Regions from separate parts of the Mus musculus genome. Here region 1 is linked to region 2. A link is a contact called in public Hi-C data. All regions are on one chromosome and are shown on one strand. The core of a region is the stretch at or near the end of the contact, and the rest is flanking DNA. Distances in the headings are between cores, read along the strand shown.

The links. A called contact is a pair of places that touch in the nucleus more often than the background predicts.
Region 1: a contact with region 2 is called in a Hi-C map of uterus, with 1.9 times the contacts expected there. The contact joins two enhancer-like sites. A contact is called at or near these places in 8 of 484 Hi-C or Micro-C datasets (the 3T3-L1 cell line, 3T3-L1-derived adipocytes, adipose-derived mesenchymal stem cells and 3 more), 3 of 115 datasets of contacts at active chromatin or transcription factors (embryonic stem cells, heart atrium and intestinal villus epithelium) and 1 of 9 other capture datasets (embryonic stem cells).

Annotation. Positions count from the first base shown.
Region 1 is chr4:82,540,350-82,544,898 of GRCm38.p6, forward strand. All of the region lies in intron 1 of Gm11266 (predicted gene 11266), which reads left to right. Among named protein-coding and RNA genes, the nearest start is that of Gm11266, 35 kb to the left of the region's middle. Within about 2 kb of position 1,777, at least 38 of the 459 cell types and tissues checked have an H3K27ac peak or open chromatin away from gene starts, as enhancers often do. A contact at or near this core is called in heart atrium, where this site is marked.
Region 2 is chr4:82,444,814-82,449,362 of GRCm38.p6, forward strand. The region is part of intron 2 of Nfib (nuclear factor I/B); the gene reads right to left. Among named protein-coding and RNA genes, the nearest start is that of Nfib, 59 kb to the right of the region's middle. Within about 2 kb of position 2,683, at least 115 of the 459 cell types and tissues checked have an H3K27ac peak or open chromatin away from gene starts, as enhancers often do. A contact at or near this core is called in heart atrium, where this site is marked.

The DNA of each region.
Region 1 (4,549 bases), core at 527-3,026, 95 kb after region 2:
GAGAGGCAATCCTCCTGCAAAGTGTGGCTAAATTGTAGACAGCATCTCAGGAAATTTTGGGTGAGGAACAGATCATCTTGGCTTCCGCACAGTTTTCTAAACCCAACTCTGTATTGTCATTTTGAAGAAACTGAGGCACGGGGGGGGGTGGGGGTGGGGGGGAGGGGTAGGGGGCAGATTTGACCCAAGGATGTGGGAGGAGCTGAGAGCAGGGCCTGGAGCAGCCTCAGAACATCTTGAGTTTGGAGTTCATTTGCTCAATTTGAAGGAGGTACAGAAGCTGACAATGAGCTACTGTTTAGTGGGTATCAACTGTGTGCCAGAGCACGTGCCATCTAGACATGTTACATAAGTCATCTTCCTAGCAGCTCTGACGAGTCTCATTAGCCCCAGCAAAATGTAAAAGATATAATAGGAAGACAGGCATAAATCAAATTTCTTCAAGTAATATAAAAACATAAACTGAAAGTGAAAGCCTTCAGCTTCACTCTTCCTCCCAAAATACCACCTATAGTTTTCATCTCAGTGGCCGAGTATATACCTGACAAATGCTATCATCTTTCTATGAGTCGAAGAGAAATGCTCTCAAGTAAACACAACATGGCTGCCTGTCTCCAGGCTCAGCCCTTCCCATTGCTCTCTGTGAACTAATAAGATGTATGTGAAATTTGTGAGTGAAACATTGTGATCAAAAAAGTTACAAGACGAGAGTTGATAGCAGCTTTTTGTTTTCTTTCTTTCTTTTTTTCTTTCTGTCCTGTTCAGGAGCCAAAATTGCTACATGTTTTCAGACACTGAGACCATATTAATTATCTGTAATAATTGTATACGTCCTAGGCCTTGTAATTGTATAAACTGTTCCTCTCCAAGCTTCATGACCAAGACCCTAAGGCTGCCTCCATCCTGTGGTAGCCAGGGCTGGGGAATGCCCATTAAGCTATGGCTTTCCTTGACTATCTCTTAGAGTTGTTGGGAGACTTCAATGAGAGATAAGAAAAGGGGCTGTGCAAATTTAAATCCTCTTTCTATAAATGTAATTGCTTTTTTTCTAAGATGTCTTTAGGATCCTCTATGCAGATGGAACAATGGAAAATTGTGTTTTTGTTTTTGTTTTAGGGGGAGCTGTCTCTCTCTTAGAACTGGCTATTCAGACCAGACTGGGCTCAGACTCACAGAGATCTGCTTGTCTCTGCCTCCTGAGTGCTGAGGTTAAAGGTTGAGCTGCCACATACAGCAAATTTGGGGACTTTGCAGAAGGCTGTGCTTTTGGTGGTTGGTGGTTACAGGAGATGCTCATTTATCTGTGGGAACAGGAGTGCAGGGTATCTCATATGGGAAGACGTTAGCATGTGTGGAGTAGATTTCTTCCTGCTGAAGTTGGTTAGGGCACAGAGAGATATAGGTACACTGTATTGAGTGGGTGACCGAGAGTAGCAGAGGTGTGTCCCCCACCCCCCAGATGCTTAGGCCTGTCCCTTTGGTAAGTATTTACTACCAAAAGCTAGTCACAGACTGTTGGGGACACATGCCTGTAAGAGGGTAACAGTTTCCCAGGAACAATTCTTTCATTTATTACGTTTCTTTTGTGAGTAGAAAGAATGAATATGTGCCTTTTCTCACGTGATGCTCATTTTGTCCTGATTTAAAAATTTTTTTTGCTTTGCATCTTTCTTTTGGATCATGATGAGAAGTGACAATAGGCCACTGGTAGGGTCTCCTAGGCTTAGCAGAGACACAGCCATGGGAAGGCCGCTAGTCCTTCCTGCTAAAGCCTGCAGCATGCACACAAGACTGTTTGGAGAATCTGGTGGCCTCTAGGAAGGAAGGAGATGAGATGAAGAAGCCTGGGGATTCAGCTGGTTCCAAGAAATGTGTAAGTAGAGGAAAATCGAGTTTCTTAAGACCAGCAAGGCTTCAGAGCCTGTCTCAAGGCTCTGAAGGACACCAGGACAAAGGATACTGCGCCCTCTGGTGTTAGATTCATATCGGATTCCAGAGAGCTGTGTGGAGACCAGCAGCCAGGAGCTTCCTAAACCAACCACAGAAAAGTTTCTTTTGTTTGCTAAGCACCTTGGAGTGGAATTTGACCTTCCTTTCTCAATTCTGCAGTCCAAGTAGAGACTGCTCTAGAGAGAGCTGTGTGCTGCATGCGGGCTACTGTATTTTATTTGGTTTTCTTTGCATAAAATTTAGGCTAGCAGGACAAAGCTTGTTTAAAAGCAAACCCTTTTGGTTGGTCTGCAAACAATAATTCTGCCTTGTGGGTGATGATCTGGTTTGAGGGGAACCATTTAAAATTTCAGAACCCCTTATTCCTTCTCTTAAAAGTAAAGAGTTTTGAATAAGATGTTCAAGGGCTCCCTTAAGCTCCAGGGTTGAATAACTGGTACACTGAGCCATCTTTTCTCGGAGCCCTGCAAATGGAATTTGTTAATTTCTTTGCAGGTGCAGGCACATTTTAGCATCCAAAGTTTCCTGATTCTGAGCAAAGATTTTCTAAAAGCGCAAAAAATATATCTCTTTTCAGCTCAGAAGCCCCTCACCCTCCAGTCTCAAGTGAAAACCCAGCTAGGAAGCTGGAGAGTGAGCGAGCACCACTCAGTCTCTGCTATTTCTTTTAAAAATAAAGTACTAAGTGTTGTGCTGGAAATTCTGCTCAGTGTCGCATGTGGTAGGTGTGAATACATGCTTTAATTGTTCTAGGCACTAGACCAAAAACTTCTCCAGAATTAGCAGGGTTTTCAGCTATAATCTGGCTAACATTTTTCTGCAAATAGGTATGAAGACCAGACTGAGTTGCCATCAACAATTACAGCTATTCCTCATCTAGTCAGGTGATCAGCCCCGGGGAAGAATTATGGCGCCACTGAGAGTTTTCCACTCCTCAAACCTGTATGTCTTGTCTCTGACGTGAGCAGTCGGTTATGCCTCCAGGCGGCCCCTTCCTTCTGCACTGCCTTTCAACTGTTATCTCTGTGCAATGGGCACAGTTTATTATTATTATCATCACTACTAGGGATCTCATGATTGCCCCGTAAAGAATACTTGAGCAGCAGCCTTAGTTCTGTAGCTATGAAGAGAAAGGGTGCAGTTGTTGTCCCGTATGAGATGGGGTCTGGAGGAGCCGGTCTCCCTCTGAGAGAGGTAAGCCAGGAAAAAGAATGTTACACAAAGCATGCAGATGAGATGCTTTGTGTAACTGACTCCTGCCTCACAAAGGGAAGACTCTGGGTGAGAAGGCTTTACCAGGTGGCTAATGGCAGTGACTTGGAGTACTGTGTCCCCCATTAAAGGAAACAACTGTGTTATGGGCTAAAATGCGTGCTTCCAAAATTCACCTTACCGTTCTAATCCCTTGTACCTCAGAGTGTGGTTGTATTTGGAGATAGGTTCATTTTTTTAAAAACTCCGTTCATTGATTACTTGTTTATTTGTTGTGTGTATGCACTTATGGAGGCCAGAGGACAACTTGTAGGAGTTGGCCTTCCACTTTTTGGGTTCCAGGGATCAAATTTAGACGATGATCAGTTTTGATGATCAGTTTTGGCAACAAGCACCTGCTGAGCCATGTCATCAGGCCCACGTGACAGGTTCTTTAGAGACATAATTGTGTCTCAGTGAGGTAAGCCTTAATCTAGGGTAACTGGCCTGGAACAGATGAAAGGTTGACAGAAATGTGTATAGAGCGAGACCATATAAAGATACAAGGACAAGGAACCAGATGCAAGGATCAGAGGCCCGATATAAACCAAGGAAAGATCCTCAACCCTGCTGATAACCTTGGTCTCAGATGTGAGACTCCAACTGTGAGGTGATTGCCTTTGTTTAAACTGCTAGATTTTGTGGCATTTGATTGTGGCAGTTCCATCAAACTAAAGCAAGTTGGTATGTGGCAGGAGCCAATTATGTGCATCCATTTGGAGATACAGATCCCATGTCAACAGATTTTCCAGTGTGAGAGTCTTTTATTTTTAAATTTTGGCACGAGAGCTGGCTTTATGGGTGTGCAACATAAGCAGTCACACAAGATCCATGACTTAGAAGCGGTCCATGTTTGTCTTGATGTGCTGCTCTCTCCAGCTTCAAATTCTTAATTTCCAACAGGGATCTTGTCTTTTCATATGTGACTAGGCCTCTGGACATCATGGAACTAGTCTAGTGACAAATGATATGAAATGCAAGTGATGTGTATATTAAGATTATGGGAGCCCAAATAAAACATGGCTGGGGGCTACAGTGACCTTGGGATATTGCATTGAATTTTTTGTTCTAACTGCATTAAGATTTTCCATCCCTAATAATCACTGGGAAAGAATTTATAGAACCCAGAATTTTGCCAGGGATGGAAGGAAAACCACAGATATGATTCTTTTAGATGAACTAATGTGGCCCAGGCTGTTGTTGTTATTGTTTGGGTTTTGGGTTTTTTGTTTGTTTATTTGTTTGTTTTAGAGTTCAGCTCTAAGAACCTTACAAGTATCATTTTATCGTTTCTTTTTTTTAAAATTGGATTAATTTTTAATCTCTGTGTGTAGGGTATGCATATCCA
Region 2 (4,549 bases), core at 1,433-3,932:
CTTTAGGAGACAATGACCACAATGATCAGCCAAGCCAAACTACCTGGAAGAGGCAGAGTCCAGCCTAGCTGTCTAGCAGAGGCTCAGACTACCTAGGCCTGAAAAAGACATTCTCCAGCCTGACAAACTACTTGGTTCCAGTTTTTTTTTTGTGTGTGTGTGTGTGTGAGAAATCACCCAGAGTGGTGTGGGCTTTGGTGATGTCAGTGTCTTTCCGTCATTTTTGTTCCCCAAAGTTACACCTCACACACACTCCTGGAAGTACACCCAATAAAACTCAGTGGATCACCAAATGGAACTTTGGTGGTATTCATTTTGGTCTGCTGTTGATTCTCTATCTGAGGTATGCAGCAATTTGTTATGTCTTCCTGGAAATAGTACCACCAACAACTTACTAACAGAAGTCCTAGCTTTACCACAGACTTCTAAGGAAATTAGGAAGGAAGGAAGGAAGGAAGGAAGGAAGGAAGGAAGGAAGGAAGAAGGAAGGGAGGGAGGGAAGGAAGGAAGCCTGAACTACTTTCCTCAGAAAACCTTACCAGCCATCTAGACATTTCTGCCTTGCCTTGAGCCCAGAGTGCCGACTGCCATGGCACAGATATCAACTCTAAGACAAGGTGGCCAAAGGCATGTAGTGGCTCTCCCCACTCCTTAGTGACTGCAAAGAAGTGATTCCATTTCACCAGATGCCAGCCTCCTATTTCATAAAAGGAGGATTTAAATGCTTATCTCATAGGATTACTCTGAAGGTCCAAAATAAAAACATACGTGTCCCATGGCATGTCATACTGTCTAAGGTACTCTGTGAGCCTGAATGTCATCTCATTACCAATTTCACTCCTGCTAAAGTAAAAAGTAGCATCTTGATAAACTGTAATCCTTTTCATCTATAGTGGATCTGGTTAGTTGGTTTGCCTGTTAAGGTGTTGTTTGGATAAAGTCCACTACTTTCTTGTAATCAAAAGTAAGAATTTCCCTCTGGGGAGATGTATTTGTTGACTCACTCCAAGCACCTAGTTTGCATGTCCTGGGTTCGTCTTCTACTCTCAGAACAGGAGACCAGGTGCTACCAATGAAGGACCCATCATTTAGAGATTGGTTCAGAAGTAACCAATGACAGGTACCCTAGACAACTTGACTGGAACTACGGGGAAAGAGAACATGTAACCTCCCAGGTTACTCAGCTGATAGTTTACAACCATGAAGCTTGACCCCCAGTAAGAAGAGTGAGTGAGAGGGAAGGTAACAATAGGGATAGCATAAATTGAGAGCCAAAGAAGCACTGGCAATGGCAGCAGAGAAAGCGCTGGCTTTACAGTACTCAGTGCCCAAGGGTAAGCTGGACATTAAATCACATCCAAGGGAGACGCCTTTCTCAGTTCTCCCTGCTTAGCTTCAATCTCTGACACCTAGAATTAACAAATAACCCAATGCCAGCAAAACCAAAACAAAACAAAACTGATACCTTTCAATGTCTAAACAGCACCTGAAATACACAGAGGGAAATAAAGGAAGTTAGAATAAGCCAAAGGCAGCATTTTTCCAGGAAACTTCAGTGGATTGTTATATGCTTCAAAAATGATGTTAGCTCAGAGAAAAAACTATGCAGGTGTTTGTGTTAGTGCCCGGCATTATTTAGGCTCTATTTGGCTTTGCAATGTTCTGGTAAACTAACTCTGAAATCCACTGACAAGACATCACGCCTGCTGTAGTCAACCTGCTCCCAGGGGAGTGGTACCAGTCACCTGTAAGAGCTTCTGTTGAAAAGAGAATATATGTCTTAGAAAAAACTTCCTACAAAAAACAAGAGTGAACATGCCACGTTTGCTGAATTACACCACGTAAGACGTGCAACCCCAGGAACAGGACTTTATTTGATGCACGTAGAGAACAGGATAAAGGTTACTACAAAATCACCTCTTTTCTAGTAAAAAGCCTATCAATCCGTGGGGAATTCTGCCTGATCAAGAAGAATCTGCTTCTCTGGACTTATGGTAACTGACTACAAATACTTCTTTGCTGAGATATAATACTTATCACAGGATTTGGACGAGAGAATATGAATGTGTTTATAAAATCATGAACAAATATTAAATGCCAAAGCTTTCCAAAGTTTTCTTGCAGGTGATATCTATTCCCTAGGTATGCCTGAGGTGTAGCGCATGACATTTAAGGTGATTAAAGATTATAGCATTTTGTTTAAAAGCAACAAATTAGAAACTTCAAGGAAAACCAGTCTACTGGCATTCCTTTGAAATCTGCATATAAAGGGCTCTATGGGGTGTTTTTCCTCGCCGTTGGGTGTATGTTGTGTAAGAGAGGAATTCCTGGTACAGTGGTTGCAGGAGGAATTAGAATCTTGCCTCCAAAGTTTTATCTAACTGCATGCCAACACATAAGGAGAGGCATGATGTATGTGTCGTAGCTAAAGAGTTAATCATTAGCAACTCTGCTAAAAAATCCTAATGGCAAACTGCCCATCATTCTTTTAGACGGAGCTTGTCAGAAAAAAAAAAAAACGGGAGCAGCTTGTCCAGCTCTGCAGTCAACTGATTACTAGTGAACTCAATGGGGCTCCCAGCCAACCCCTGAGATTGCTGCCAGCCCCTTGGGTATTCAAAGGCTAAGTTCCAATGTGGTCTACTTTGCCAGGATCACGTGATGTCGGTGCTATTTTCTCCTGACCAGAATAACCAGTCAGTCAGGCTGCTGGGAGTGCTATCAGTGAGCTGTGCAGCACTTCACTAGTAGAGGTCACAGACACACCAGGGCACCACTCTTTCCACGACCCAAGGGCCCAGGGACTCCAGGGGAGCTCAGCTAATCCCTATGTGTCTGTTCCAGAGACCCATGTCCTGCCCATGCAGCCAGCACACAAAATCTGCCCAGAAGACAAGGGAGTACAGGAGCTCACTGGGCAGGGTAGAGCTTGAGAGGTCCAACCTTTGCAAATACCCAGCTGGGTAGGAAAATAAATAGAAGCAGGCCTGGATTTTTGTTTCTGTTGCATTACTAGAGAATTAATAGGAAGCTCCATGAATTCGGTGGGATTCAGACACCTTCATCAGCATATGCCCACATTCCTTGCATGGTAGTTAAGATACCAGTTCATTTTTGCACTTATCAGTATGTTTTGTCAGTTGCTACATGATTTACAAGGGTGCATACACTCTGTTTTTAAAACTGTGGTTTTGAAAACTAGTAATCCTTATCGCTTAGTGAGAGAAACTATTTCACTCCCTAACGCACAATACAGAGAATTAAAAATACGACCTACTTTGTAATCTTTCTTCTCCTAGGAGAAGCATAAAAAAATCTCCCAGGACTGCAAGAGGCAGGCGTAGTAGGAGCTCCCCACTGCCCACATCCTGAGTCCATGGCTCAGTAATCTAAAAGACTTTTCAACATTGCTCTCAAGTATTTCTGATTTTCTTTTCTAATTTTTAGTTACATGGGTTTTGTTTGTTTGTTTGTTTGTTGTTTATTCTGTGCAGTGTGGAGAAGTACACGTGGACATCAGGAGACAATTTGGGGGAGTCAGTTCTCTCCTTCTACCACAAAGGCTCTGCCTTTTTACCTGCTTGCTAAAAGGGGTTGCACTTATGAGTGACTCTTGCCTTCGATAAATTCAGGTAAACTGGTATAAGAAGTAAACCTGTCAAGAAATTTGCAAAGTAAGAAAAGCCCAGAGAAGGAGGGAGGGAGGGAGGGAGGGAGGGAGGGAGGGAGGGAGGGAGGGAGGGGGAGGGGGAGGGGGAGGGGGAGGGGGAGGGGTAGTTCTGGAAGGAAGAGAGAACCCACCAGAGCACAAAGCAGGCAGGAAGGTAAGGTGAGTTTCCAGAAAAGCACACCAAGAGAAAGCTGTATTTTTTTTTAATCAATGCTTCATAATTTTCATTCATTACACTTATGAAAAAGTTTAAACAGATTCACTACAACTACAAAGTCAATGTCATCACCGTTATTCAGTCTAATCAGGTGCTATAGTTTGCTCTTCCTGATGGTGATAACTCATCTTTGACTATTCAACTTATCTTTTGTCCCGGCCTTTTCTTTCCATTGTAGATACACTGTATCTTACCTCTAGCATAACATCTGTGATGCTCTACCAAATGTCTGAAAGAAAGAAGCTTGCAGGATGCCAGTCCTTTGGTGCAAAGGGACTAAACCACTGTCACCAATTAGATAATAGCTGGATAATTTGACAGTCCTCAAAGTGATTGTTTCAAGAAATGCTGGAAACATGCAGAGGGAAACGGTTGAGGTTCATTTCTGAGTAGGGTAAGAAGCTCTACTGCAGAGGAGACAGCTTTTCATGGGAAATGTTGATCCTCTGACAGTGAGGAATAACGCACAAGCCAAGTTGAGAGATAATCTAAGAACTAGTGGGAGAGTGGGAAGTGCCCTCAGTGCCTCGCTGAATTCATGAAGGAATACAGATTTCTCCCAGCAGCATGCAAGGCCCCTCTACAAGGTAACACTAGTTTATGTCTCTAAATTCTCCCACTAAGTGTTGGCCTCCATATCTGTGCTTTCTTCCAGCCACACT